7 separate regions of the Mus musculus genome follow, and regions 2, 3, 4, 5, 6 and 7 are each linked to region 1. A link is a contact called in public HiCAR-type and promoter capture Hi-C data. All regions are on one chromosome and are shown on one strand. Each heading gives the region's core, a stretch centred on a gene start, on an enhancer-like site or on the middle of the called end of the contact. The rest is flanking DNA. Distances are from core to core; before and after follow the strand shown.

Evidence for each region. Promoter capture Hi-C pulls out the DNA fragments that hold promoters and counts their contacts. HiCAR-type assays count read pairs that join an accessible place to other places.
Region 2: a promoter capture Hi-C map of stem cell-derived epiblast-like cells shows a contact between it and region 1, with 5 times the contacts expected there. The contact joins the enhancer-like site here to the promoter of A730049H05Rik in region 1. A contact is called at or near these places in 5 of 39 promoter capture datasets (the 3T3-L1 cell line, embryonic stem cells, liver and 2 more), 1 of 115 datasets of contacts at active chromatin or transcription factors (embryonic stem cells) and 2 of 9 other capture datasets (adipose tissue and embryonic stem cells).
Region 3: a contact with region 1 is called in a promoter capture Hi-C map of 3T3-L1-derived adipocytes, with 8 times the contacts expected there. The contact joins the enhancer-like site here to the promoter of A730049H05Rik in region 1. A contact is called at or near these places in 7 of 39 promoter capture datasets (3T3-L1-derived adipocytes, cranial neural crest, embryonic stem cells and 4 more), 2 of 115 datasets of contacts at active chromatin or transcription factors (extraembryonic endoderm stem cells and fibro-adipogenic progenitors) and 3 of 9 other capture datasets (adipose tissue, embryonic stem cells and liver).
Region 4: a contact with region 1 is called in a promoter capture Hi-C map of trophoblast stem cells, with 6 times the contacts expected there. The contact joins the enhancer-like site here to the promoter of A730049H05Rik in region 1. A contact is called at or near these places in 12 of 39 promoter capture datasets (the 3T3-L1 cell line, 3T3-L1-derived adipocytes, the C10 cell line and 7 more), 1 of 115 datasets of contacts at active chromatin or transcription factors (embryonic stem cells) and 1 of 9 other capture datasets (liver).
Region 5: a contact with region 1 is called in a HiCAR-type map of embryonic stem cells, with 5 times the contacts expected there. The contact joins the enhancer-like site here to the promoter of A730049H05Rik in region 1. A contact is called at or near these places in 8 of 39 promoter capture datasets (the 3T3-L1 cell line, 3T3-L1-derived adipocytes, the C10 cell line and 4 more) and 4 of 115 datasets of contacts at active chromatin or transcription factors (embryonic fibroblasts and embryonic stem cells).
Region 6: a promoter capture Hi-C map of liver shows a contact between it and region 1, with 6 times the contacts expected there. The contact joins the enhancer-like site here to the promoter of A730049H05Rik in region 1. A contact is called at or near these places in 17 of 39 promoter capture datasets (the 3T3-L1 cell line, 3T3-L1-derived adipocytes, the C10 cell line and 11 more), 5 of 115 datasets of contacts at active chromatin or transcription factors (embryonic basal ganglia, embryonic limb bud, embryonic stem cells and 2 more) and 3 of 9 other capture datasets (adipose tissue, embryonic stem cells and pancreatic islet).
Region 7: a promoter capture Hi-C map of liver shows a contact between it and region 1, with 8 times the contacts expected there. The contact joins the enhancer-like site here to the promoter of A730049H05Rik in region 1. A contact is called at or near these places in 11 of 39 promoter capture datasets (the 3T3-L1 cell line, 3T3-L1-derived adipocytes, the C10 cell line and 6 more), 2 of 115 datasets of contacts at active chromatin or transcription factors (embryonic fibroblasts and embryonic stem cells) and 2 of 9 other capture datasets (adipose tissue and liver).

The regions. Positions count from the first base shown.
Region 1 is chr6:92,814,634-92,817,967 of GRCm38.p6, forward strand. It overlaps A730049H05Rik (RIKEN cDNA A730049H05 gene), which reads left to right and starts at 1,810. Exons shown (of 5, transcript NR_169152.1): 1 at 1,810-2,027. Adamts9 (a disintegrin-like and metallopeptidase (reprolysin type) with thrombospondin type 1 motif, 9) reads right to left here. Exons shown (of 40, transcript NM_175314.4): 30 at 1,837-2,010.
Region 2 is chr6:93,769,472-93,772,805 of GRCm38.p6, forward strand. Magi1 (membrane associated guanylate kinase, WW and PDZ domain containing 1) reads right to left here. Exons shown (of 24, transcript NM_001029850.4): 7 at 37-72. Among named protein-coding and RNA genes, the nearest start is that of Gm23035, 23 kb to the right of the region's middle. Within about 2 kb of position 1,815, at least 55 of the 459 cell types and tissues checked have an H3K27ac peak or open chromatin away from gene starts, as enhancers often do. A contact at or near this core is called in adipose tissue, liver and stem cell-derived epiblast-like cells, where this site is marked.
Region 3 is chr6:93,726,305-93,729,638 of GRCm38.p6, forward strand. All of the region lies in intron 12 of Magi1 (membrane associated guanylate kinase, WW and PDZ domain containing 1), which reads right to left. Among named protein-coding and RNA genes, the nearest start is that of Gm23035, 66 kb to the right of the region's middle. Within about 2 kb of position 1,482, at least 36 of the 459 cell types and tissues checked have an H3K27ac peak or open chromatin away from gene starts, as enhancers often do. A contact at or near this core is called in 3T3-L1-derived adipocytes and adipose tissue, where this site is marked.
Region 4 is chr6:93,693,230-93,696,563 of GRCm38.p6, forward strand. It overlaps Magi1 (membrane associated guanylate kinase, WW and PDZ domain containing 1), which reads right to left. Exons shown (of 24, transcript NM_001029850.4): 19 at 779-946. Among named protein-coding and RNA genes, the nearest start is that of Gm23035, 99 kb to the right of the region's middle. Within about 2 kb of position 1,777, at least 3 of the 459 cell types and tissues checked have an H3K27ac peak or open chromatin away from gene starts, as enhancers often do. A contact at or near this core is called in trophoblast stem cells, where this site is marked.
Region 5 is chr6:93,628,275-93,631,608 of GRCm38.p6, forward strand. No RefSeq gene overlaps it. Among named protein-coding and RNA genes, the nearest start is that of Gm22312, 120 kb to the left of the region's middle. Within about 2 kb of position 1,782, at least 12 of the 459 cell types and tissues checked have an H3K27ac peak or open chromatin away from gene starts, as enhancers often do. A contact at or near this core is called in embryonic stem cells and stem cell-derived epiblast-like cells, where this site is marked.
Region 6 is chr6:93,534,359-93,537,692 of GRCm38.p6, forward strand. No RefSeq gene overlaps it. Among named protein-coding and RNA genes, the nearest start is that of Gm22312, 26 kb to the left of the region's middle. Within about 2 kb of position 1,628, at least 4 of the 459 cell types and tissues checked have an H3K27ac peak or open chromatin away from gene starts, as enhancers often do.
Region 7 is chr6:93,455,588-93,458,921 of GRCm38.p6, forward strand. No RefSeq gene overlaps it. Among named protein-coding and RNA genes, the nearest start is that of Gm22312, 52 kb to the right of the region's middle. Within about 2 kb of position 1,829, at least 6 of the 459 cell types and tissues checked have an H3K27ac peak or open chromatin away from gene starts, as enhancers often do. A contact at or near this core is called in second pharyngeal arch cranial neural crest, where this site is marked.

The DNA of each region.
Region 1 (3,334 bases), core at 560-3,059:
CCATGCAAAGACAGAAGCATCGAGGCACACTTCTTGTGTGGTTTTCTACCTTATAGGATTCAGAAGGAATTGGGAATGGAGCCTGTGGTGCTCGTGATTGGCTTCTGAACTCTCAAATGCTGGCTGCAGCATAAGCAGTTAGCTTTGCCTTGTCTATGAGTACTTTCTCACCTCTTGATCTTTGCGACAGAGACACAGAGTTCATTATGGAGTGAAGATCAAGGTGGAGAAAACAGACAGGGATGAGTCTGAAGTAGGAATCCCAAAGATAGTCGAAAGTCTCAGTGAGTCAGAGAGATGAGTTAACCTCTTCTTTGTCTGACCCAGCCAGTCCTGAGACTGCAGTGGATGACAGATTAGTGTCCTTTCCAACTTCCTCAAAACAGCTCTACAAAGCTACTACCATTCCCATCCTACAGATGGCAAGCCAAGACTCAGAGAGATAAGAATTCTTGCTCTGAGTCACGTGGCTATTGATGGCACAGCTGAGATAGGGACCACAGTGATATTTTTCTAAGCATACAAGTTCCTGATAACCTATCTGGCTCAAGTTCAAATAATCTTAAACTTAACTGTGTTAGGTATTGTCCCAGATACTATCTGACAGAAGCAAGAGAAGTCTAGAAGGAAAACAAGCAACATGACCAAGCAGATGAAGAAGGAAGCGTTCCTAAAGAGATGAACCACTGTAGTAAGGAATGGATCCATTACCGGAAGGGACTGGGGAGAGCAGGGCTGGGAAGCCAATCCCAGAGGTGCAGAATACAGTAGGAAATCATAAAGATGAGAGATATCAAACAGGGTCATGGGTGGCTTCCTCTAGCTGCTAGATGTGGGGCCCTTGGACAACTGGCAAAGTCTGTCTGAATCTTAGTTTTACCACCTAAAACTAAAAACTAAACTCACCTCATCTAGGTGTCATCCAAAAGACAAAGTGAGAGGACGGACAGACAGAAAGCTCCCAGCACAGCCAAGTGCAGAACAAACATCCTCAAACCACGCTACCTTGGGTTGTGAGCCACGCTCAGTGCAGGCGGCTCCTCCATCTTGCCTCTCCAGCAGTGTGCGTCTTTTATGTCATTCCGGGGTCAGCAGATCTGATTTGACTTTCTAATTCTGTCCTACTCTTTCTATAACCTAGCATTCTGTTCTGGAAATTGGGGTTACCTCCCCCTAATGTCTTATACCACCTCTACCCTCCTCTCCCCCTTCCCCCAGCAATGGACTTTCCAGCACAGACACTTAAATGTCTGCTAAAGTCAAGCATTAACTTGGGGAGTAGAAGAAAAATAAGTCCAGCATATTTCTATATTAACTCAACACTTCATGTGGATTCTACCATGGGTTGAAAACACTGGAAATTCTACCCTAATTAATGAGTATTTCACACGAGAGCCCGTTTTCTCTCCCTGATCGTCAATGGCACACGAAAAGGAAAAATACAGAGTAAGCTTTACCTCAAATACTTGCATGTTACGGCTATTCAAATGAACACAGGCTAACCAAATCCAAACATATATTAAATGTTCTGCCCATCATCTCCCCTCCTGTGAAGTGAAAGTTGTCTGTATGCTTATACTCTTGGCCTGAGGCATGTTAAAGCTGTTTTTTTTCCTTTCCATTTCAGTGACCCCAGCTCTGGGATACTCAAGACCACAGGGAGAAACGCAAACAGGAATTGCCTAGAGCCTGACAGCAAACAGCTCCTTTGGGAAGGAGCCAGCAATGCCACTCCATTCAATGGCTTTGCAGGCTCCATAGGGTGTGGAGCTGATGCTAACAAGGGGGTGGAGCGACACGCAGGCTGGTGTGCACTTACTTCATGGCTTTACTTACTTGTTGCCACTGCTCTGCCCTCCAAGTGTAGAGAGGACATGGTGAGGCTTGGCAGACACGCTCCGACTCTGGTCTGCTGTAGGAGCTGCACTCACTCTCTCTGGCTGCTTTGTGTGTCCCGATCTGACAGCCCACATGCCTCTGCTGCACGCCTTGGCCACAGGACACAGAGCACTGAGAAGACACAGGATGTAAGTAGGCACTTCGGCTCCCTTCTGGAGGGCGGGAAGGGGTGGGTCACAGAGGAGGGCAATGCTTTCTTAATCCAATGATTTTTCACAGCAGTCAAAATGCTTTCTCATTTCCAAGGAGGGGGACACTAAGGCAAGTTCTAAAAGCACTGGTAACTGCCAGTGCTGGGCAGGGTGCAGGAGCCACAAGTGGGGAGGAACCAAAACTCTCAGGGGATGTCAGAGGGAGGAGAGATTGTGGGGAAACACCACCATCCAGAAGTAATGGTGCCACATTGAAACAGACAAACGAAACACTGTGCATGACTTCCATCCTGGAAGATGGATGGCTTGGGAAAATTGGGAGATGCGGTTCTATAGCGTAACCCATAGAGAGCCAACCATTGACAATTAAGGCCATATAAGCAGAAGGACTTTCTCCTGCCCTCTTATTTTTCTAGTTTCTATTCCTGGAGACAGAACATTGCCTCGCTTGTTGTTTGTTTGTTTGTTTAAATCATGGAATTCACTTAACTATCTGTGCCTCCTCATAATCTCAAATGAATAGATGAAGAATAAAAGCTAATAAGGAAAAATAATTTCCTCAGGCTTAATGTTTTCAGCTCTTGAAAAAATCCCATTAATCACGAGGAAACATTTTGTTGACCAAGTTGCAAAACACCAATTAACTTTCCCCTAAATTAATTTTTTAATGGTTTCCTCATTGTTGGTTGCATAATCTCACTTATGGGCAAGCCAAGAATTATTGTCTTTATTAAGATTTTGGCAGTCAGAAACCAAAGGCAACCTTTGATTAGAGAGAACTGCATAACACTGCACTTGGTTATTAAAGGTTATTAGCAATTTGGGGGGTGGACATAAATCAGTCACTATTAATTTGCCTGGTGTTGAGAAACAAAGTTATCTGACATTCATGCCATGTACCCAAAAGGAGGTCTTCTTCTAAAACAAAACCAGACTCTACAACTGCACGCTTGTCTAATTTGCTTGTAGGGAAATTCAAGGTGCTCCGTGAAAGACGGAAAGTTTGTTAAGACATATGTATACCCAAGTGGATGCTGCTGCAGCTTAGGCTCTTTCGTAGAAGGCAGCTTGAGAAATGCTATTGTTTCAGAGAAATCTATGCTGGAGAAGAGCCTCACAGCTCACATCAAAGGGCGCGGAAGACAATGCTTCATCCCAACATCGTTGCCATTGTTTGGGTTTAATTGGATTAATTGAATTGAATGAGTTTGTGACCCACAAGAAACCAGACTTTAAAGTCATTATGTTCTGGGAAGGATAAGGGGAGGACTCTTAAATACCAC
Region 2 (3,334 bases), core at 565-3,064, 950 kb after region 1:
AGGCAGAGAGGGGATCAAGCGGGTGCAAGGCATTACCTAGTTCACTGTCCAGCTCCTCGGTGTGTACCCCTTCTTCTCCAAAGGAAGAGCAGGAATGAGACAGAAAAGAGAAAGACAAATTCAGACACCAGCACCAAGAGAGAAACTCCATTAGAAAAACAGCAGGAAAAAAAAAAAAAAAAAAAAAAAAAAAAAAAAAACATCATTACAGCGACCTTACCTGAATTGTGGTTAGTTTCACTGGCTTTGGCTAGTAAACTTCTGACCTCAGTGTAAATCACAAAATGGTAAGAGCTGATATTGGCAAAATAATTAGACGGCTCATTTCCTTGCATGTCAAAATGTTATTTGATTGGTTGTAAATGATGACAAATACCTCTGAGGTTTCTATGTTCTTAAGTGGGAAGTCACTTATTACAGACCTTATTTGCAGCAGACAAAGCCGTGAGACCTTTCGATATAGGTCCTTTTAATCCTTCAATAATCCTCTCATCACAGAAGCAATTACACTCGCAATTAGAGCATTACTTAACTTAAAAGTAATGCGGCTTGGAAAAGGGAAAGTGAGGTCAAATTGAAAAGGGAGATTGTATAATGTCCCCAGTGCCTTTCAAGAGGGGGAGAAAGATCAACTATGCCACGGTGATACATATCAAGGAAATGATGCTTGAAGGCTGCGCTGAAGGGGCATCATGGCAGGCAGAGCTCACCGATTTGAGTTTGTTTGTTGATTTGTACATAAGCTTTCTAAGCCAACGGTTCAGACATAGTTGAGTGTAAATTGTGCTCAATTATTTCAGCTAGCAAAACAAGTCACCTCTGACCTCCTCTGGCTGTCAATAAAATAAGTTGGTTATTACTGAGATGAGAACATGGCACAGCACACAACATTCATTTTGTTGTTAAAGGCTCCCGAGCTACAGAGAGCAGGTGGCTGTCGCCTACCCTGGAAGGAAGCTACATGACCCCAGAGGCAAGGGGGTTCAAACCTCTTTCCAGTGTATATGCCAGTGTTCAGGGTACACTGTGGACTGTCTTAGATACTAACCATTAATCAGCTAATCCTGGTAGCTAGTTTGACCTCAGGATTCTGTCTCTGCCTCCTGGTAGAGTCTACAGACAGGCTGCCATGCCCAGCTGGCATGAGCAATCAGTTTTGAATAGCATTCTTTTTGTTGTTATTATTGTTTAAATGATCAGATTTAAATAAAATAAGGTCTGTAATAAGTGACTTCCCACTTAAGAACAAGGAAACCTCAAAGATATTACAAAATGCAAAACTGCCTATTTAGTATTACCTAATGAGGTGCACGGGAAGGCTTGCTCACCCCACCCCCACCCCAGTGAGTATGTGCCAGCCACTGTGTTAGGCAACTGTTAAAACTGGCACAAATACAATGACTCTTTTGGAAGAAAAGACATGTACAAAACTAAACAAAATTCAGTGAAATTAAGACCATGCCTAAGTCTCCAGAGTACGCTACACACTAGAGTGACGTGAATGTATGTATCTGAAGCCAAGGTCATGGAAATGGTATCTGAGCTACAATGTGAAAGATGCATGGGTGTCAATGAAAACCACTCAATTCAAGCTCTGTGAGAGTCGGATGCTTTGCTGTCGCATTCACTGACATGTCTGCAGGGTCTCCAACGGATGGATGTCTCACATAGAAGATATTCAGCAACTGTGAGCAATGTGACCACATTCTAAGGAGGAAGCCCTGAGCATCCAACTGTTAGGCAGCAACTCAGCGAGGTCTAGAGGGAGTGCAAAGCAAAAGGCAGGGCAGGGCAGAGCAGAGCGAGGGTGGCTGGACAGGCAGACCAGAACAGGCAGTTACTAAGCAACCAGAGAGGCCCCAGCAGTGCAGAGAAGACACCCTCACACTGACATAGAAAACAAAACAAAACAACCCCCAAAGCAACCAACTGCTGAGAGCAGCAGAAGGAAGGGATCTGGGTAGGAGACTTGTGTAACCCAGCTAGGAGCTCTACAGGTGGGGAAGAAAAGATGGAGTGGATTTCAGACATATTAAGGAAGCATGTGAACTGAGCTGACTCGTGCATTAGAAATGGAGGTGAAGAAAGGTGATGGATCAATTGGATTCCTGAATGTGTACCCATTTACTTCCAACCAACACGAGGAGCATTGAGTATAGGGTCAATAGTTCAGTTCTAATTATCCTGAGTCAGAAATCTCTTTGAGACAGCCCGCTGGAGCAAAAACACAGGCAACTAAAAATATTGACCTGATACTACAAGGAAGGTCAAGACTTCTAATGGTGCTAGACAAATATTGATGACCAAAGGAGTAATTATATTTATGAATAAAATTCCATGGGCAGGTGGAGCAGAGTATAAGACTTTTAACTGTATAGTACTTTGCAGGCACAGTATGTGTGAGAAGTAGAATTTCTTGATCCAGATCATGACAGCAAACAGTGAGGCAAGGCAGCTCTGTGCTTACAGCAAAACCACAAACTGACAGCTGCCATTATGTGACTATGTGTTTATGCTGTCTATGCACTCATATATCATTCTAAATGAATGAAATATGTGATTCTAATATTGATGAGATAATTACTGAATGACCTGCACTGGATATGCATGTATACTTGTGTCAAGGAAAATGCTGTTAGTGAAAAAAAAAATTTCTGTAGCCCTTCTTAATGCACCCGTTCCACAGCAGTTTTCTCAATGAAAGGCCTTCTATCATCTATTATCATACATTTCCCATGTACTTATGGTAGACATGGACTTTGAAGATCCAATGTAATAAAAATGGTTAAACTGCCTTCAAACTCATCTCTTGTCAAAGATATTAAACCTGTTCCATGAAGTTGTACTAAAGTACAGTTCACAGAAACCTTGTAGTGTTCTCATCTTTGAAAACTGGTTACCTATATATTATATTAAACAGAATCACTGAATACTCAGATGGCCATTACTCCCCACGTATGAGACACAGATCTGCTCACACACCTAGTTCATTCCTTCCTTCTTCAGCTAAGGGAGCAAGGAACTGGAGTAAAATGAGCATGTGGACTGTGCCTCAAATTAGAAACACATATATTTCCACTTGAACTTGTTCCAATAAACATGAACATGCAAACCTATATTTATTGAACAAAATCTGTAGCCATATGTAACAGAAAAATCACAGAGTACAAGGCTTTTAACTGTATACTACTTTGCAATATTAGCTTGCATTTTCCAAATATCACCATTTATGCATATGAAACAATTGTGCACTACAGGGTAAATTAATAATGCTTTGGTATCTCACAGGTAAATATGTTATTATACACACACACACACACATATATATGTATAT
Region 3 (3,334 bases), core at 232-2,731, 910 kb after region 1:
AGATCTGACAACGTGGTCTCTCGGCTACATAAAATTGTGGTTTCCCAGCATCATGTCAATGCACCCCACACTCTTCCCTGAATCCTGCCACGCCCTCCTTCATCTGAGCTGCCTTTGGTCCATTTCAGTTCCACTCGAGTCGCCCGCTTTGTCTGTATACTCTAGTCTAGGGGCCATTCACTTCTTCTCCCTGGACATTTTCACTGGCTGCTCCCCGCACCTTGCAACAATAAGGCCAAAGCTTTATGCATGCGCAACTTCTCACCTTCTTTACACAGGGAGCTCAGGATTGACTGAGGCTCCCAGCAGATATGAAGTGACACCTTTTATCATAATTGATTTACAAATCCAGCTTGTTGCCAGATATGCTGACACTCCCTAAAATAACTGTATTTGCCCACATCTCTATTTGTTATTGTTGTTTATACATTTAATTGTCTCTGATCCACCTTATCTGTCTATGCTGAGCTTCAGGACTAAATCTCCAATGAACATGTAAATGTGCAGACCTTATGGAGTGAGCCTATATCTCAAGGACTCCAGGAAAGACTGACAAGGTACCTGGGAGGGGCAACCTGGCCTTGCACTTTAGTACCATCGAGGCTACAGTGCCTAAGTAACAACTCTTGATCCCTGCTCTGCTGCGGGATTTATTTCTTAGTGAGCCGCCAGGCACAGCTCAACTCCAGCAGCCTTACTCCGGAGGCACACAACAAGGTTCCACTGTGCCACCTTGTGTCCTGACTTCCCATGACAACAAGCTTGCTTCTCAGAGCTCAAACCTACTGTAAGCTGCCAGCCCCAGGAAATTCATATGTTCTCAGAGATTTTTTTTCCCCAGTCTGAGATAGGAGACCTTCTTATCTTTGCTTATGAAACAAACTTTCACTACAACAGGAGTCACAAGGTTCCAAATGGCTCCCATTCTCTGGCATATGCGTGCTAATGGGAAGATGGGCAGTTGCTTTCTGCAGGCCAAACCATGCATCTCCATAAAGGCCTAAGAGCCTGAGGAGGGTGTTAGTTTCTCTTACGTCACAATGTTTGTTTTGTTTTTTTTTTAAATAGGAAGGCACGTTTCTGATGCCTTTTGTAAGGATATGGTGATTTCTTTTGACTTTATTATAAGACTACTTAACACCAAATCAAACTTTAAGAAGTCTCATATAGCACAGGCTGTGGTTTATAACAGCAAGACAATTCCATGACACAGTCCGCCATGGCACTGCATTACCCAAAGAGTCTGCAAGTCAGACCTAAAGAAGCCACTTACACAGGGGTCAGGCTTTCCAAAGAGCAAAGGATGTATCATGCGAAGCCCATTTGTGTCCCCTGGAGATATTAAATGTCTTCAAAATCCTCTCGGTGAAACAGTATCTACGTGAGCTAAGTGACTGTAGTTACTGAGCCGGGAAGGAGGCGTTTCCTGGCTCTGTCAATTTCTAAAGAGTTCTAGGGTCGGGGGAGGAGCTGACACTTTGTCCAGCCAGTCACCACTTAAGTGAACTTACAGGTGGAATGTAGGCGTCGGCTTCAGTCCACACAGCCAATAGACGCAGGCCCTCCCCAGGTGAGTCTCATTACAAACTTTTACAGGTCAAGTGTGTTTAAGATGCAGGAAAGGTCCAGGACCGGTGAGGCCACTGAATGGAATCTGCTAGCCAGGGAAAAGCAAGAGAAGGGAGCACTACGTGTGTGGCAGGGAAGAGGAAGTGCGCTGGAAGCACAAGTCACGCTCACAGCGGTGGGTGAAGGCCGAGGACCCCTTGCTTCTCGCCTTGCCTGTCTAAAGTTAGCTCTTTCCTGTTGTTTTTCTTGGCAAATCAGGCTAAAAGTTAATGTGGATGGGAGAGCTTAATGTCAGCAAGCACTGGGAAACAATTTTAAAGGGTGTCATAAAGTTTCTGTGACTGCTTTTATTCTTTTAAAACAAAACAAAAACCAACCAAACACAAAACAACAACAACAACCACACCAAAAACCGAAGGCAAAAACACCATCCATGGGTATTGTGGAAATCCTCAAGCACACAGAAAGTGCTCAGCTCATTCCGTGTTTCCCTTCTGCTTGCGGATTTGACAAGCTCTGGGTGATCCCTCCAACTGTAAGAGGGCAGAACTACATGAAAGGGCTTTCTCAATAAATGTCATAGTAAGTAAGGGGCGGCACACAAAAGAGTAACAAATGTAACCATGGCCTGGGACTCTGCCTCCCCTTAAATTAAGGGGCCCTGGAAGCAGCAGTCATGGGAGGAAGAGTGCCTTGGCCATCCCCACACATTCTCCTATCCTAGACTCTTCTTGGGGGCCTCTTCCCTACTGCAGGGCTCTTTCACAAACCAGCACATTTTTGTAAAACAGAATTGAGCAACTGAACATAAGTTGCCAGTTCCTTACTTTGCAAATTGAGAATGTCTTCAGAACGACTTAAAAAGGAGGCCAAAGGCACTGAGCTATCTCACTGGAGACTTCACCCGGAAGTCCCCTATTCGGTGCTGCTGAGTTTCTTCTGTTCACCGCAGCCAAAAGAACATGCCAATCACCTTGCCCCTCTTCCTGATCTCCAACTGCAGACAATTAAGTCAAAAGTCCAGAGTGACAGCACATCTCCAAGAGTGCTACCCCCTCTCCCTTTGCAAGCATCATCCACTCAGACAAAGCAAGGGCTCTAAGGCAGAACCTCCCACCTCCAGTGCACCAAAGCGTGTGACAAACCAGTGTCAGTCCCATCTTGGTTACAACATAAGAGAGTGCCCTTCTACCCAGATTTCAGATAACAACATGGAAGTTCAGAAACACTGCCTAAGGCTGGCCCAGGCTATGCTTGCCCCACCAGCGAGTGGCAGCCATGACAAGGGGCCAGAACAGGCCAAACCATTACTTCTCTTACTGAGTAGTTACAAGAGAAAACTAAGGAGAGACTAAGAAATTAAGTACCTTCTGCCCAAGTTCAACAACAATAACAGATAACGGGGAAATTGAATTCTTTGCATTTTAAAGAGCAGGACAGAGAAACTGCCACAAGCAAACACAAATGGGTCTCAAAGGGATTCAGAACATGGGTCCCACAATTGACTGTCCTAGAGGAGACAGGAGTCCCTCACACCCGCAGACAGTCGTTGTTATAACTGGGGGACGGATGTGTTATGGCATCCAGGCCTCACTTGAAACCAGCCTTTTCCCTCCTTCAGCCTCCCAGGATGTTAGTAAAAGTTGCTTTATCAGAGCAGACTAATTCCACAAACACAGAATTTCATTAATTTCATGGGCAGTGTTGCTATTTTTAATGTAGTCATCTGTCACTTTGGTAGGTGGCATGCACTGCAAAAATCACT
Region 4 (3,334 bases), core at 527-3,026, 880 kb after region 1:
ACACTGCAGGCACAGCCAACTGCAGAATGGCCACGGGTGGAAAAAGAACCAAATAAAACGACCCAAGTAAACAAGAGCACTTCAAGTTTAATGTACATGACCTGTCAAACATATAGACATCCAATCTTTCAAACCAAGTAGGCTATGACCTAGGAACTGGTCATTAAATCAAAAGTATTGATATGTTCTTTTATTTTGAAAACAAAAAACGAAACAAAACAAAAAAAAAAAAACAGTTTTGCCTCTGCATTGCTGTTAGCTAAGTTTTGTGATGTCACATTTCAGTGATTGTTGGAAAAAAGAAAATGTAAAAAAAAAAAAAAAAAAAAAATCAAAACCTTTCAGCTACCCTATCAGTCTGTCATTACTCCCCACAGCCAAATTTTCCTATACCTCTGAAGACAAGAAGAGCAAGGGAAAAAAGAAACAGAAAGCTGGAGATTTTACCGTGTGCATTAAGGTGGGATGGCCAGGCTAGAGGATTAATTAGTCCTCTAATTAGTGAGAGTGAGAAGGAGTTTAGCAACAATGACTCTGGTTCGTCTGATAGGCATGTTCAGTTAGGATGGGTAAAGCTGCCTCGAGACCAAAATCAAGTGTTCAGTTACTCACGGACAATAATGGGGGAAGATGAGAGAGAGGGAGGGAAGGAGGGAGGGAGCTAGAGAGAGGGAGAGAGAGAGCTAGAGAGAGGGAGAGATAGAGATAGATAGATAGATAGATAGATAGATAGATAGATAGATAGATAGATAGATAGATAGATATGGGTATACTTTACCATCCCCGGGGATGATGCGGAGAGTCACTGTGTTGCCCGCTTCTTTGATTAGGTTGACAATGTCAGAATGGGATTTGTTGGTGATGGAACATCCATTTACTGCCAAGATCCGGTCTCCTACTTTCAGCTTGCCACAGCGGTCAGCAGGGCTCCCCTCAATAATCCGACCTATTTTGTGAGGCATAGCCACACATGCATTGCCTGCTTTGGTATTGAGTTTTATTTTTTTTTTAAGTTATGTGGGAATATAGTGAAGGGAGGAGAAAAGGGTTGAAAAGGGAAAGAGAAGGTTAAGTGTTAATTAATTAAAGCATCAAGCAAATGTTATTAAAGGAGAGCGTTGTGCTGATGGTCAAAACATTGGCAATACTCAGGGTGTCTAAAAAGCCACAGCTCCGAGTCTACAGTTCAACGTCACAGTCCTTTTTACTTTAAAATGATGGCAAAACCCCAGCTTCTCTCCTTAAAACAATTAGAATTTGGGGTATTTGGCAACTTGAGTCTTGAAACCCCAAAATAACTTGGTGGCCGTTGGTTTATTTTGGGGCTGTACATATAAACCCCAGAGCTGGGGTGGATGCTTTTATCCATTCTGTCTTCCTGCCACTTCATTTTGCCAACTGTTATTAACGCTTCTGCCAATGTTTTGTTCTTTCTCCATTTACAAAAATAATCACTGGGCTTCTGGGGAGGTTAAGAGTCGGCTAGCATTAAAAGTTCAATGTGAAAACACAGAGTGGAGCGACACCTTTGCTCTATGTACGCTGATGGAAGCTTTAGGAAAGGCATAATTGTAAGAGATAAGCCAGGAGAGCACCCAGACAGACGCTTAGGGATCCATGTTCACTCAGCCCAGTCAGGAGCTCTCAGGGAGGCCCTGGTGGGCTCATTAGCCTGGAGCCTCTTCCTGCCTCACAAGCAAATGCCCTTAAAGGGACATAGTGAAAATCTAGCACCTACTCAGGCTGAGGACAGCAAAGCAAAGCTTGTCTCAAGTCATTCCCTTGCTCTCTTCCTTTAATCATCTGTGTTGACTCACAGACTTACAGGCAGACATAATAGGATAGGAAACAGGGTGGAAGGGATCTGCAGGTTTATTGCTTGCTTGAGCCACTCTGCAGGGCAAGCTGTCTTTGAGGGGTGCTCTGGTATAAGCAGGTGCTTGTGTGTTGAGTTCCAATGTGTGCCTTTTTTGTTTGTTTGCTTTTGACACAGGGCTTTAGTGTTGAACCTGCCTGTCCTGGAACTAGCTCTGTAGACCAGGCTGGCCTCTAACTCAAGAGAAATCAGCCTGCCTCTGCCTCCTAAGGGCTGTGCCACCACCACCTGGCTGAGTTCCAATGGTTTTTATGCAGACTTTTAGAATTTGTCTTCTCAGAATTATCAAAACAGCGACACTGTTGGGCCACCTTTTGGAAATGGTAACAAAATTAATATGGGGGGGGGTTGGGAGGGGGAAACAACAGAGTCAACTGTGCAGACACCTTCACTATAATTCTGACCTGAAGGGGAAACTATCTGAAAAACACACTGACTCCTTCAAATCTGAATGGAGGGAGGAGTTGACTGAGTCTGTGTCACTAAGTGGAATGCCAAACTCAAAGAATTTTAAAAAGCCAAGTGAGCTGTCGTGAATGCAGGCAGGAGGTGCAGCAGAAGGGGTCCACATGGGACCAAGGTCCAGAGTAAATGCAGCTCGGCTCTAAGGCCAACCTGCAGGACAAGGATCTCAAACAGCAGGCATGAAGAAAGGCTCTGCATAGCTCAGCAGTCTCGCGAAAGGTGTTAGGGAAAAGTTCAATTTGTTGATTGTAAGAACCCAAGGAAAATAATCAAAAGATCCAACCGTGAGTGAAAACGTTCAATACTCTTCATCCACACTGACAGAGCCTGTCACCTGACTGACAGAGCCTGTCACCTGACATACCTGCGTTTTCTTGCTGGAGCCTGAAAACAAGAACTACGGTAAAGCTCAGTGTGCTCTGGGGTACACTGGAGATTTGGGGTGGAAAACAACTTGGGATTCCCTTCCCCGTTTCTGGTTATCTTTAAAGTCGGCAGAAAACTCTTTGGGGGTAATTTAAAAAGCAAAGCAAAATAAAACAAAATGAAAAACCAGTGCCTTGATGGTGGATCATGCGTTGGGCCATGCTGTGATGACTTGATCTTCGCAGCGCACAGAGGAGCATGTTAGTAATGGGTGGTTACTGCACTCACACATGGGCAGACCAGGCTGAGTGTCCCCTTTAGCAAGAAGCAACTTATCAAGACTAACTGGAGACAGAGTGGGTTCTATTGGCTCAGAATGTTAAAAGGATGTAGCCCCTTCTTGACTTCAATGAGTTGCCTCTGGCCACAAGGACCTATGGGGTTGAGCCATTTGAGAGAAAACTGAAGCCTGTATCATTACTTTTCCTGTCTCCTATCACTTTCCAGTGTGCTCTGGAGATGACAAAGGACTGAATCAGAAAGGATTCGGGAAGGAGGGGCACACCCACTGCAACAGGAGGAGACTCAGAGATTCAACTGGTTTCCTGTTTGCCTTTGTGAATCCAC
Region 5 (3,334 bases), core at 532-3,031, 810 kb after region 1:
ATGAAGTGATTCATTTGAGAATTCATGAAATCAATTCTGTATTCCCCCACCTTCCTAACTGTACAAGTATAATGGACCCCACTGATGATTTTATCTTGAGCACCAACTCAAAGACATACTGGCTTCCAGGAGAACCAGGAAGAATTCTCAGGTCACAGTCAAACCCGGAGTGATGTCTACTCTGGTCCCAGCAAGATCGTAATGGCTCATTTTTAGGTATTGAGCATTAATGATTTAGCCTCTTTTTGATATGTCAAAGTTACATTATAAATGGGCTCCATCCTCTAAGTTAAATAGCAGCACTAGTTTTATTTGCCTTGGCCAAAATTCTGGGAATCATCCTGAACTTTTCTCCCCCTCACAACCCTAAACTAGGCTCTCAGCGAATATTAGTGCAGTGGTTCTCACCTTGTGGGACATGACCCCCTGGGGGCTGACCCTTTCACAAGGGTCACCTAAGGCCACTGGGAAACACAGCAGACCAGGCAGGTAGCAGTAGCTTACTAAATACTGAAGAAACAAAATGGTTAGAGGAATAATAGTGTTATCACTCAGTAATATTTAGTAAAACTTGAAAGCATAGAAGCCTCTTTGACTCTGCACAAAATAACTTGTTACCGAAGTGCTTTGCTCCCTTCACTAAGGTGAGTCTCTCATGGTGCATTGTCCAGGAGAAGGAAAGATGGACGTGCACCTGGAATCTCAGCACTGTGGAGACAGAGACAGGAGCATCCCGGAGCTGGCTTGTTGAATCAGTGAGCACCGTATTCAGTGAGAGACCCTATCTCAGAAAACACGGATGAGAGCAACTGAGGAAGACACAGGTCCTGACATCTGGCCTCTGTATGCTAACGCACATATGTTTATATGCATCCACGCACAAAGACACATGTGGGAACTTATAGAACAAGTTTGTGTCTTTGTTCATGCAAACACATCATACATTCACACAAAGGTACATTGTGCAATAAGAGTCATTAGTCACAAATGTCTATCTAGGAATAACTCTGTGTTGTTTAAGATTGAATTAAACTGCCCTCAGTGAACAGCAACTGCATCTCGAGTACTCAATCAATAGCCACATATTCTAGCCGCCACCATATTAGTCAGCAGAGATATAAGATTTATACAAATTCAGAAAAGTTCTACTAACCAGAGCCAGACTAGAAAATCTACTCTGACTACATCCCAGTGATTATTATACTTAGTATGCTAATTGGAGAAACTAACTTTTTTTTTTTTTAATTTTAGAAGACCTGGGAATATGGCTCAGTCTACAAAGTGTCTGATGCACAAGCATTCGGACCCAAGTTCATTCTCAGCACTGATGTAAAGGTTGGCCATGACAGCCTGTGATCTCGGCTGGAGGGGAGGGGGCAGAGGCTCTTTGGAGCTCTTAGTTAGCTACCTTACCCAAAGAGATGAGCTCTGTGTTCAATGGAAGAATCTGCCTCATAAGGTGGAAAGCAACTGTGAAAGACACTCAAGAGGGATCAGTGACCACAGCAGCCACATGTGCACTCACACTCACACACACACACACACACACACACACACACACACACACACACACACGTTGCACACACTCACACACAGGCATGCACACATGCATGTCTGTAGCCTCCCCCAGCCTTGAAGCAGGCTGATTCAGGCTTTGCTGCCACTGAATATGAGATCACCTGGGGTGTAGCCTTCCGATTTAGATGGCTCTATTGTTATGTCAACTACTACTGCTCTTCTCTGAGACTCTGCTACCTGCTGAGAGACCCTGAAGACATTCTGGAGACACACCCTATCCTGCACATTGCTTACAGGCTGGCTGCAGACACCAAGAATGGACTGGTGGTGGTGGTGGTGGGGTGTGAATGGGCCTTCCCCCTTATAAGGACAGTTTCTTAGTAAACTCGTGGGCCTTGATCAGAGAAAAATTTGTCTTGGCTTCATCATTCTTTTCTCACCGTCTAGTTTCTTTTTCAGCCCCGGCCTGCCTTCCAGAAATACCTGGTTCATGTAGGCCTCTGGCCGGCTTACTCCTACAACACATATCCATATATACAACACAACACACTAGATGATAAAACAGATGATAAAACAGATAGAGCTATTATTATAGAGAGAAGTCAACACTTCCACATTTGGAGCTGTCACCTTTTAGAGCAATCTAGATTTTCTATCTCTCTTCCCTTCCTCTCTCCTTCCTTCCCTCCCTCCACACCCTCTCCCTCCCCCCCCCCCCCATTATAAACCATCTTTGTATCTGTCAAAAGAAATGCAACTATGCTTTGATTGACAGCATGCTTTGAGGTGGCATAAGTCTACAACAGGTTAAAATCAAATGAGCTATAGGTAAAATATGACTGAACTTACTGCGATCTAATTTTAACTTCATTAAATAACAACAAAATCACATTTCCCAAAGCAAATACTAAAGATGCCCTTTCATTTTTAATGAAATATCATTTGTTTTGGAAATAGGCCAAGCCCTCCTCTTTTTTCAATTTTGGGATAAACCTTTGTCATCTCAAAACTGGGATAATCTTCTTATCTTTCCAAAGTCCATGGTTTTCAGCGTGGCCATCTTCTACTATTGACTATTGGTTTAATGAAAGATGTGACTATCTCTAATTTTTGTTCTATAATTAACAGGTTTTTTTTATTTCCTGTGCCTCAATTTTTTTTTGTCAGTAGTCTATTCAGCCATCTTTGAAGTTTCTGACTGTCTGATTCATCCTTTTGAGTTGCCTGTGTACTTCATCTAGACTCTGACATTGAGATGATGTGGAATTCTTGAATGAATGGATCTGTGAGTGAGTGAATGAGTTGATGAGTGAGTGAGTACCCAGGTGGAGAAGTTCCCACATGTGTCTTTGGATGGCCAGTCTTTGCCTATACGTCCTCACATAGAAAATGTTCTCAGACCAACCTGGTCTACAGAGTGAGCTCCAGGACAGCCAAGGCTATACAGAGAAACCCTGTCTCAAAAAAACAAAAACAAGAAAGGAAGAAAGAAAGAAAGAGAGAGAGAGAGAGAGAAAGAAAGAGAGAGAGAGAGAGAGAGAGAGAGAGGGAGGGAGGGAGGGAGGGAGGGAGGGAGGGAGGGAGGAAGGAAGGAAGGAAGGAAGGAAGGAAGGAAGGAAGGAAGGAAGGAAGAAAAGAAAATGCTCTCAGGGGAACAGCCATGCACAACTGATCTGAAGGGGGAAATGGGAAGAGTAGAGGGGGCTTAAGCCTCTTTAAAATGAAAGAGGAGGCAAGGAGATAAATACAGAGGAATGAGCATACAATAATAATGATGATGTCTGAAAAGTCACAAGGGATCTTGCTATTAACTATT
Region 6 (3,334 bases), core at 378-2,877, 720 kb after region 1:
TGTGGTGTCTGTTTGTGTATGTGGTGTGCTGTACTGTGGCATGGTATGCTATCATGTGGTGTGGAGGAGTATAATGTGGTATGATGCGAATGGTGTGGGTGTGGTGTGGTGTGGTGTGGTATGGTGTGGTGTGGTGTGGTGTAGTGTGCTGTGCTGTGCTGTGGCATGGTGAGGCGTGGTGTACTTTGGTGTGCTGTGGTGTAGTGTGGTATGGTGTATGTGTGGTGTGCTATGCCGTGGTGGTGTGGAGTGGTGTGGTGTATGTGTCCCTTGGTAGGAATTTATTATTCGTGTATAAGTTCTGCCTCCCCTCTTAGCCTTAGCAAATCCTTCTTGGCTCCATCATAGTCATAGACACCAGGCAATTGTAGCCAGTGACACAGTGTGGCAACAGTCAGTTGGGAGAAGTTGGTCTAGACCTCACTTACAATGCTCTTGTTGGATTTCCAAAAATTTAAAGCCAAGGGTATTGAAATACCCTCAGAGATTACATCGGCTGCTTGGTCATTTCTATGTCAAAATACTTGTCCCAAAAGATAAAGCACGGAAGAGATTGTGGAGTTCAGTTTCACTTGACTTTGGTTCCTTAGGAGCAGCTCTGGCCTTAGAAGAGACCCCGAGGTAGAGTCAGAATAGCCCCAGGGAGGGTATCCTCTTCAGAAGTTTCTGTGCGACCATGACAGCTTCCACCAGCCAGACCCCAGCTCCTAAAGTCTCCTTGAGCTTTGAAATAATGCCATAAAGTGGGGACCAAACATTCAAAACATGAACCTGTAGAGTTAACACATCACAGCACACAAGTTGTCCTCCAAAGACAGGCAGGGACCCGCTAGAATGCACATCCAAATGAAAACCCTCCACTAGGCTACAATGTAATTTCCTGACTTCACCTCTCAGTTGCCCTCTGCCTGCATCCAGTACTTTCTGCACTGCTGTATGGTTCTCATGCTGCCCCAATCATTTACATCCTGGATGTCACTTGGCCCTGCACCCCTTCTAAATCCTCAGGCAGCAGCATCAAACCTAAATTGCACCTGAGGCAAGAGAGGCTGACAACTTGAGGTGGGTTTTCTCGTTCATGTCGCTGTGTCTGGTGACATCAAGACTGAGGTCACATCTTCCGAGTCCCAGTTGCATCTTTTTTATTTCCTCCATCACATGACTTCCTGGCATTATTACTAAGAATAACCATTCTGGAGAGCATGCAAACCTGGAACTTTTAAAATAGCTCTTCTCATGATCAAACAACCAAATGTTTTCCGCCCATTTCATTTCCACTAATGCAAAGCAGACTTTGTGCCCTTTCCCCTGTAACTCATGTTTATTTTTCTTTAGTTGTCTCCCTGCCCTCCTCAATAGGAAACACCAAGCTCTTGGTCCTTAGATGGGATGACACAATCCACTGCCACCCACCATACGGCTACTCTCCATTACACAGAAACCCCGACCCCTGCTTCTTTCATTCTCTCTCGGAACACTGTGGTGTCCTCCAACTCTATCAGCTTTTGGTACCCTCAGTGCATCTGAGAGCATCTCTGTACTACATGGCCTTCCCTAGTAGAACATTTCTTAGCATTCTCTAAAAACAGTTACCACAAAACAGAGGCAGCTGTCACGGCATGAGCCTTTGTTTCCCACCAGACACTCTGTTGAGGACCCAGAGCCTGCCTGGTCTCTGTGCCACATGCCTGCAGGGCAGAGACCATTGTCCCAATTTGGAGACAGCATGATGGGTTTAGAGGGTGTAAATAACTTCCCTAATACCACACAGCTACTAGTCAGGGGAGCCGGGACTCAAATTAGACTCTTTTGGGCGCCATTAGCTCATCGTTTAAGCATTATTCCAACACCACCTCAGAGAAATCATTCCTAGTTTTCCAAGCCATAGAAATAGCTTCTTTCTCTGAAATACTTCATCCTTTTCTTGTTATACCTTTCCTGTCATACTTAGCACTCCCAACTTTATATTATCTATATGTATATGTGTGAGAAACATAAATGGTTATTTTTATTATAAACTAAAAGATTGTATGTTCTCTTTAATGGCAATATTTCTGCCCTGTGATCCTTGGATCTCATAGAGCTCAGTGTCCTGCCTTACTGATAGTAAGCTTCTAGGAAGACCCTGTATGTGTTGGTTTGCTTTTCGTTGTTTATTTCTGACCCCCAGGTAGATGAATAGATGGGTGGATTCAGAAATGCTTTCAACTGCCTGCCCCCCCCCATTTTTTTCTCTAGAACGTGTGCCTGTCTCCACAACCACCTATTATTCTCCAAGTGGTCAAGCATGCCGCATCCACTCTGATCCACAGTCACCTGGGAAAGATGAGTTTCTAATCACTGTGGTATAAAAATTTATCTAGAAGGAGTAGGGAAACCAAGGAAATATGTTCCCTAAAAGAGGACAGAAGTCTGTCCTCCCAGAGACACAGCTAGAGACAAGCAGGTCTTACTGCTAGCGTGGCCTGTCTGGGATAATATGATTCTAAAGTAAACTGAGTTTAATTTTTCAGCCATATTCCCACCACCACCACCATTTCAAAGGATCAGTTAAAGCATGGCCAACATTAAGCACAATGTGCTCAGCCTTTTAAAATATCTGTGCTGTTAAACAGTATTGGGGAAATCATTCTTTTCTTTCCTGGTCACCAGAAACAGATCCTATAATAATGTTAGAGAAGAAGCAAGAACATTGTAAAACCTTAGGGTATATCGTGTTAGCTATTTCCTGTGATTTGATGGGGAAGGAGAGAGGTTGGTGCACTGCAAAGTCCATTAGCGCCCATCATATGTAACTATGAAACTACAAGGCAAATAAAATATCTGCTTTACAGAAATTCCCAAGGAGAAAGCCATAATGGAGCAGTGAATTCACTGTTGATGCCAAGCAGAAAAGCCAGTGCCTTAGTGGGCACCCCTCATGCCACTCCACACCCTTGGTTTGTGCCAGCTCCACAAGCATGACCTGGAGTGGCTCTAATGGGCTACTCTTGAAATTCTTTGAAGTAGAAGTGACCTCTCCAAGAACATAGATACTTTTAAAAGTCTCCTTAAAGTGAAGTCTCCTGGAGTCCCAACTCAACCTAGTCAAAAGATCCTGTAAGAACACAGAAGAGGAGGAAGAGGGCAGGATGGATAGGGCTGTTGTGTTTAGAAGGATGAGCTCAGAGCTTTTGATCAATAGAGGCTCTATGCTGCCCAAAGCTGAGAGATCCTCCTCTGCCTTCCACATCACATCACTAGGCTTTCCACACATCCTTCAACAGCTCTTTGTGGAATTTTGGGCACTTCTAACTAAAGCAAACACTTGAAATTCTCTGTGCCTCAGTTTCCC
Region 7 (3,334 bases), core at 579-3,078, 640 kb after region 1:
GTGTGATGGAAGTAATATAGGGCTAGAAGAATGGCTCCATGGCTACAGTATTGCTGTGCAAGCATGGGGACCTGAGTTTGGATGCAATAGCATCTATGTAAAAAGCTGTTGGGTGTGGCTCATGCCCGTAATCCAGTTTTGGGGAAATAGAAACAGGGGAATCCCTGGGGCTTGCTGGCCATCTAGTCTAACTACATCAGTGAACTCCCAATTCAGTAAGACACCCTGTTTCAAATGCTAAGATAGAAAGCCATTGAGAAAGACACCTAACATTAACCTCTGGCCTTTACATGCATACATATCTACCCGCACAAATACTAACATGTATACACAAATGCATATGCATACACAACACAAAATATAAGATAATATTACATATTCTTAATTCAGGTTTACCTAATTCAAATGCTAATTTTAATCCTATTGTGTGTTGACTATTTTTCTATCCTAGCCCTCCTCCCTGAGGGCACAGGATGATGTCTGAAAACATTTAGTTGTCAAAACTAGATTTCAAGTTGGAGGAGGCTGAGCTACTAGATTGCATGAGTTGACATGAGGAATGCTGCTGAACATTCTACCACACTCATTCCCAACCAAAAATTATGTGGCCCCAAATTTCAATAGTGGCCCCACTAAGAAACCTTGCCTTAGAGGCCAAATGAGAGCTTCCTAGCCAGAGCCTGCTAGAGAACTGAGCAGCCTAAAACGATTACACATAGAACTAGAGGTTTTTCAAATGCGTATAGTCCCTTGATTTGCTTTCACCAAATAGTGGTCTTCATTATTGCTATTATTCTACTCTGTAATCACCCAGCATGCCTTGCTCCTGCTATGAGGTCAGCCAGTTGGTGAACTCGATCGCTCAGATGCTTTCCCTTCTTAGTGATGCTTTTGTCTATATTACAGGGTAGGAACCAAATCGAATTCCCTCGTCATAGGACAAATATTTACCACAAACAATAGCATTCCAGCAGCTTGAATTCCTGACTGCCAAGGTGGCTGCCATAAGAGAAATTGTAAGTATAAGCGCTCAGCTAGCATGTGAAGATCCAATTGCTCATACACCAGACAGCATATGCACAAATTACCGTTTTCTTCACTTGACAACCGCTGTTTTTATCTTGACACATCCACTTAAAAATTATTTCTGACAAGAGTCTTAACAGCTTTAAATGAGCCTAATTAAAGGTAATACATTTTTTTTTGCTAGAAAAGTGTTTGAAATTATACAGTATCACACAGTTCACTCCTTAAATCAAGTTCCTGAGTGCATTAGTAAATGCCAAAACCACCTCCACTGACATATGGCCTCCTCTCAAAGGAAAGCATTTCTCATATTCTTCTGGAACTTGATAATTGCAAAGTTCTAGGTACCAATAAATACTTCAGTTTGTCTGTAGTATATGAGCAGCGCGTCCTCAAATATGACTAAGTGCATATGGTTAGGCAACTCTGCCAGGGTTCACAGTGACTCCTCATGTTAGCCAGCCCCCTGCATCAGCTCCTTCTTTTGAATGGTCCAGATCTAGTGACAATCATTTTCAGTGAGGAAACATAACACAGGTGACATGAAGTTTTGCCCATGGGGAAGTTCCAGGAGTCTGGCTTCCATCTTGTTAGCTTCTCTTTGTTGCTAGGATTCTCTTTCTTGTCCTCTACCACGATGCTACCATGTTGCCATCCAGCCAGGTGGAGATGTCAACCTAGTGATGATCCAAAGGGCCCAGGAGAAGCTAAACATCCCTCTTACAACCCAGCACAAGTGAAGCCTGATAACAAACACATGGGAAATCTGCAAGGAAAGGCATCTCAGTCAAACCTTGAGATGAATGTGGCCCTGTGAAAGACCTAAAGCTTTAGGAGGACCTAAAGCTCATCGAGTTTGTGAAACCATAAGTATCTAATAATTTTGAAATGGGGCCAAGTGATTGAGATTGATAAATAAATAATATACGCTGACATCTTCCCCCAAAGGTTAAACTCTTCATTCCATTAAAGACCTATGGCCTCCGTCCCTCAATGAACCTTTCTCTCATTCCACTACACCCTTAAACTGGATCCACATCTGCTTATCCACACACCAGTATTTCTCCCTGACATCTTTATTTTTCAAAACCACGTGCCTTTACACACATTTCATCTTTCCCCGAACCCAAGCAAATGAAACGAGAAACATAATCTCAGCCATCTGGATCCAGAGCATTGGTGTCAAAATTCTCTTCTTCTCTGCCTTCATTGACAGTCCCACACATGGCCACATTTCCCTTAACCTAGACCCCGTTCTCCCACAAAGCCTCTCACATTCCTCCCTGGCTTCTTATTGCTTCCTTATGCCAGAACTGTTGGAATTGTCTTTAAACTTTTGCCTGTCCAGTTTCCTTTGTACACACAAAGACTGATTATACCTCCCAGAACACCACTTTCCTCATTTTACATGAAATTTTTTCTAAAGACCTAGAGAATGTTCATTCATATTTAGAGAAATCCCCTTCGACCATGACATCCAATCTGACACCGCACCTGCTGTGCCACTTTCTATTCCTTTTGTGATCGGGGCCTTCTGAGAACTTGACTTCCAAGGTTGAGAGTTTCCAATTCTTAGAGGAAAAAAAAATAAAACAGAACAGCCAATTTGACAAAATAAATCTATTGTGGCTGTTGTTGCAGCTCAGGTCCAGGAAATAGGCTGGGAGATGGAGATTATTAGCCTGAGAGAAGATCATTACAGAGTCCTTCAAGATTGGCAGCGGTGGGGGTTGGGAGGGCAGAAGGGGAATGTTAGAAGATGCAGTTACAGTAAAGACCTCAGCCTTAGTCAAAATAGCATCTTTATTTCAAACACACTAAAACTGGAAATTCTCTGAGCATCCATCAGTAAAAGAAATTGTGGTGTATTCAGGCAAGGAATACTATGGAGTGAGATGTTTTTTGAAAAGAAAGATCAGTGTATTTGTTTGTTTGTTTGTTTGTTTGTTTGTTTGTTTTTCGAGACAGGGTTTCTCTGTGTAGTCCTGGATGTCCTGGAACTCACTTTGTAGACCAAGCTGACCTTGAACTCAGAAATCTGCCAGCTTCTGCCTCCCCAGTGCTGGGATTAAAGGCGTGTGCCACCATGCCTGGCTAAGATCAGTGTATTGTTAAGCTTAATGACGTGGGTGATTTTCACAGATATTAGAATGAACAAAAGAACTCAGATAGCAAAGACTAATTAGTACGTAAATCTACCTGAGGTTTGAGAATTACAAAACTAATGTGTGATTAGAGCGGCCGGCACAGGAGCTTCTGGATGGTCTTCTTGTCAATAGTGGTTATTGAGCGGAAAAACACAAACCTC